Regions from separate parts of the Podarcis muralis genome. Here region 2 is linked to region 1. A link is a contact called in public Hi-C data. All regions are on one chromosome and are shown on one strand. Each heading gives the region's core, a stretch centred on a gene start, on an enhancer-like site or on the middle of the called end of the contact. The rest is flanking DNA. Distances are from core to core; before and after follow the strand shown. Region 1 holds the start of KIFC3 (kinesin family member C3). Region 2 holds the start of GARRE1 (granule associated Rac and RHOG effector 1).

The links. Hi-C and Micro-C count contacts between places; a contact is called where the count stands out from the background.
Region 2: a Hi-C map of tail shows a contact between it and region 1, with 4 times the contacts expected there. The contact joins the promoter of GARRE1 here to the promoter of KIFC3 in region 1. A contact is called at or near these places in 2 of 3 Hi-C or Micro-C datasets (blood and tail).

The regions. Positions count from the first base shown.
Region 1 is chr7:54,477,474-54,480,173 of rPodMur119.hap1.1, reverse strand. It overlaps KIFC3 (kinesin family member C3), which reads right to left and starts at 1,404. Exons shown (of 21, transcript XM_077931804.1): 1 at 1,303-1,404.
Region 2 is chr7:54,606,512-54,609,211 of rPodMur119.hap1.1, reverse strand. GARRE1 (granule associated Rac and RHOG effector 1) reads left to right here and starts at 1,319. Exons shown (of 14, transcript XM_028739372.2): 1 at 1,319-1,442.

The sequences.
Region 1 (2,700 bases), core at 155-2,654:
CTTGACAGCATTTCCAAGAGACTCTCCAGCGATTAGCTACACAATTTCTTTTTTGTTGAAAGAAATGTATTGTCTTGAATGAAAAGAATCAACTACAAGAAGTTAGCAATTGAGGAATATCAACTAAATACAGACTAAAATAGATCAACAACAATTCAATATGATGGGGGGGGAATTAAGGTTCAAATAAGTGTTTAATTGAGTTCAATATATGATCATGATATAAGCACCTTAGTTATTTATTATTGCTATTTCCCTGTCAACATTTCACAGAAGATAAGAAAAGTATTATTCTTCATGGGTGAGCAGTAATGGCATGGTGGGGCCAACACAGTTCAGACAATTGAGACTCTTAACATGCTGCAAGCAGCAAACAGGATCTTTGCAAGTGGGTGAATGCCATAGATTAGGAGGTAGGCAAACTCCAGGCTTACATGATCTACTGTACTTTACCTTGTACTAGAAGCTCAAGGTCCATGAACCAGAGCTGGATATAAAGTAGTGGCTAGAGGGGGGCGGAGTCAAGCAGCATAGGGTTAAAGAAGAGACCATGCCTCTGAGCACATGATCAATGCAATAATTTGATTTTTAGTACCATAACTCATGACTTGTTACACAAAATCCACTCCTGGTTTCCTCCCCGCCCCCTCCATCCCAGCAGCTTAATTTAAAGAAGGAGGGAAGCATTTTTGTTGCTGCTAATTGTAAACTCAGATGATTTGCAGCAAATCAGCACCAGATCAACCAATCTAGATCCCGATCTACCTTCAGCCTACCACTGCAATAGATTAAGTCCATGAAGACAGAAGGCAAAAGCAGTGAGCCAACTCCCAGACTACAATGCTTCAGATACATGTATGTGCTGGAACAATGAATTACCATGGTACCTTGGGTTACATACGCTTCAGGTTACATACGCTTCAGGTTGCAGACTCCGCTAACCCAGAAATATTATTTTGGGTTAAGAACTTTGCTTCAGGATAAGAACAGAAACCGTGCTCCGGCGGCACGGCAGCAGCGGGAGGCCCCATTAGCTAAAGTGGTGCTTCAGATTAAGAACAGTTTCAGGTTAAGAACAGACCTCCAGAACGAATTAAGTACTTAACCCAAGGTACCACTGTATGCATTTATACTATTTAATATATACTAGTCCCATATTTGAACTGAGGAAAGCCAAGGCACTGCAAGAGCACAAAATATTTCCCTTTAAGAATTCTGCCCTATGATTCAGTGACTGATCTTGACTTCATAGCTGAGAATTCTTAAGCAGAAGTAACAGTTGTATTTTAATGATACAAGTACCTTTTGCCATATGCAGAGTGCTTCTCCTTCAACTTCAGCCTTTCTCCTTCCCAGAAGCAGATCTTATGTGAAAGCCCAAGGAATTTTCTAGAAATTAGGCACTGATTCCCCCTTCTGTTGCCAGGAAACTCAGCCACAGAACACAGGCATTCTGTTTTCTTCCACATACCAGCTGATTCCTAGCCCCCCCCCCCTTTGCAGCAACTCTTCAAAACAAAGCAGCTTCTTTTTCTCATGACTCTCCCCTCTCTGAACAAGCACTCTGCAATCAACCCAATTTGCACCAAGACTTACCAGGCCTCAGCCCATGTACCTTGACTTGAGCACTGGCGCTGAGTCCTGGAGCATGGGAAGAAAAGTACACCCCAGCATGTGCCAAGTGCCTTTCTGACACTACTGAGCAACTGCAATCTCTTTCTCTCACACCTCTCATTCAGGAAAAAGTTGAGTGTGGGCCCGCTGTCAAGTGCCTCTGCAACAAACCCACTTCTGGTTTCCTCTCCTTTGCCAGATAACCCCCCTCACTCCAGCAAAATATACCATAAATAATGCCCTTTTAATTTTTTTAAGTACTTACAGCACAGTAAAAGAGAGACTTTTCACTGCTCATACAGTATATTATTGTGCTTTCCTCCCTCTCTCTGTAGTTCAGGCCACTGAGGGAACAGAATGAATATCAATAGCTGGAAGGAATGGAGGAGAAATTCATTTGGTTCACTAAAATGAGAAACCTTCCTGATTCTAATTTCCTGAAGCAATAAGTGAACCTGAACACAGTTACCCTTCACAATCTGCACATCTGAATTTTTTAATGATGCAGTTTTCCTACCGTAAAAGTCCACACAAAAGGGCATACATTAGTGAAAGTAACTATAAAACTGTATTTGTATTAGGGAAATGTGCTTGCAAAAATGTGCCCACTAGGCCAAATTGTGTGCAAAAATGCATCTGTTAGGAGAAACATGCATACAAATTCATAACATTTTCAAAATGTGGACTTTTAAAATAAAAACTTGCAAATAGATGGTGTAATGGGGCAAGCTGACCTTAAGGGTGGAAAAATTAGAAACAGAGAGAAGCTTAAATGGACACATCCACCCACCCCTTGGGCAGTCTATCTGTTCCACGTAATAAATATCCTTTTCATTTCCTAGGCATAATAGCATTCTATTCCATAATGGTTTTTCATTTAAATTGATCCCTTGTGTCTATTCCAGAGAGAACAAGCTACATCTGTGCTGTGCTGTGCTGTGCTGTGCTGTGCTAGTCACAATTTTACTGAGACTAGAGACTCAGGTGCCCCATCCACCCAATTAAATTTGGTTATACCATACATGCGAAAATTTAGATAAGTTCATTTCTTCTAAGCACACTATGTGAACAGGCACTGCTTGGCAG
Region 2 (2,700 bases), core at 70-2,569, 130 kb before region 1:
GCGCGCACGTGCGAGAAAGCTATGCGTGTGTGTCTGCATTTGAGTGCGTGAGAGGGCAGGAGTGTGAGTTTGGTGTGTTTCCATGCAAAGTGTGTGAATTTGTGAGTTGTTGATATGCAGTGTGGACATGCGTGTGGACTGTTTGGGTGGGGTGTGCCTGTGCATGTGTGTCCCTCTGTGCATGTGTGTCCCTCCTATCTTAGATCATGTGCATGCTCCATTTCTTTGTGTCAGTCCATCTCTAAAGGTGAGAGGGGATGAGACTGGAGAAGATGGCTGGGGGACGTATGCTGTAGGGGTCAAGTCCTGGAGACCTCCTTGGTGATAAAACAGCAAACTACATCGAGAAGGGATGGAGTAACTGGGCGTGTTCAGACAAGAGAAAGAATATGAAGGTTGGATGTATGTTGACAGTTTGCAAATAACAGGTGAAAAAGGAAAAAGGTCAACTCTAGTGGATAAGGCAAGAAAATCAGTGGAAGGAGGTCAGATTTAAATGAAATGTCACTTAAAGCTTCCTGCTTTTAGGAGTGGTTCAGCCCTGGAATAAACTGAGAGGTTTTCAGTATGGTTGGACAAATATTTACGAGGGATGCTTTTAAGTAGAGGATGTTTTCCCTCGGAGCATGGGATCAGCTAAACGTCCTGTTGGATGCCTTCCAGTTCTATCAACCAGGTGTTTATTCTGTTGTTTGGTGGAAAGGAATTAAGAGGCACTCATTTTTCGGTGGAACCTCAGGCCATATATCAATAGAGGAGTAACTAGCACCCAGGGCCAAATCCAGCCCCTACTTGCCATTCCAGAGATATATGGAGAGGGGCCTGCCTATGGCCATGGCTAGCAGCCCTGTTTGGAGAGTGATGTGGGTTTCTAGGCTGCCAGCCATCACTGCCTCCTCAAACATTTTCCTACAGTAAAGCTGACCAGGACAATACTTGATGAATAGTTTGTTATTCATACCCCTAGGGATACAAGTGTGGGTCAGCAGTTTCATCTAGCAACAAATAACTTTAAACCACTTCTCTGAAAAAGAAAAAGGGCTTTAGCTGGCCAGGATAGCAGAACAATGGCACACTTCCTGCCCTGATGGCTGGAAAAGATTATTTCTGACATTTACTTTTAACAGACCAGCTGGCTTGTGCAGCAGCATTGTCAAACAGCATTGTTCAGCGATAGCAAGTTAGGCATCCATTCATGAGATTGAGAACTCCCAAACTGCAAGAAATAAATCACTCCCAAAGCATACACCCCCAGAGGAAGCTGTCTGCTGCCTCCCTGCGTGATTATGCTGCTCTGGGCTTGCACTTATCTTCTGGTGGTAGGTGATTCTGCCACATCTCCATAATGGATCCTGCTCTTAGCTACTGGAAGTTTGGGAAGCACTGTGTTGGAAGGATGAGTCCACAAAAGTATAATATGTACAACTGCTTCACACCCCTTTGTAAGTATTATCTCAACATTGCATCTTATCATCTAGTTACTAACATACGACTGTTTTTCCTTTTTCAATATAACGTAACAGAATATCCAAGTACATTTTTGGCACAGTCTGTTGGGAACATCCTGGTGCAGGACCGGGCTTGAAGCCAGTTTAAAAGTTCGGGGGGCGGGGGAAGGGATGGACAAAAAGTAATGGAGCTGTTTAAGGGGACAGATAATAATAATAATAATAATAATAATAATAATAATAATAATAATAATATTTGTACCCTGTCCATCTGGCTGGTTTCCCCAGCCACTCTGGACGGCTTCCAACAAAGATTAAAAACACATCAAAATCTGGCAGGTCCTTTTAAAGACAAAACTGTGAAATGCTTTTAATTAACCCTTATTTTTGGGGTTGTCCTGCAACTTAGGCACATTCAAACATTTTCACTAAGCAACTTCAACAATTCTTAATTATCTTGCCAACAATTAACACAAAAAAGGTTGTTAAAAAATCAGGAATAACCCTATATCTTCAATGCCTTGCTTGTCCCTAGTCTCATCAACCAACAACACAACACAAGTACTTTAAACCATTTGCTCCAGAAAAAAATCTACAACTGTTTGAGTTGTGCTGTGGATTTCATTTTGGATTTCAGGGCTAGTATATTTAGCACTTGCAGGAATAGTCTTCACAATTTGTTGCAATTTTAAAAATATTTTCTCATAGAAAATTCAGCTAACCACCTGCATCTACTCCTAATTGTTCACACCCAGAATCGCCCCTGAAAGACAACTGATTGACCACTACAAACTGAGTTACTCCAGCAATACATTTCACATAGTATCTGTTATTTTCCACCACTTGGCTGCACAGTTTTTCCCTCTTGAATAGTTTCTCCTGTTGATCCTCGCTTTTGTTGCTCTGAAAATTATCCATTGCACTTTTATGGGCAATTTACTTTGTGAGCCTGGAAAACATTTGCCTGCTTCCCTTCAGAGTCTCCTGCATTTACAAATGCTGAGTCAGAGTTTGCAACAGGATTTTTTTCTCTATTGAAGAAGTAACATCTCTACTAACTGAGTACTCCAGACACTCCTCTAAGATTTAAGACAGGAACACTGGAACTTCCATGTATGGCCAAACATTGTAGACCCCTGGGTATGATGAAATTTGAGGCTGTGCAGGTTTAGAGTTACCTAAATCTGTTGGTGCAAGTTAGTGGAATTTCTTGCTGACTTCTCAGTGGTACATTCTCCTTCCAAAACAGCAG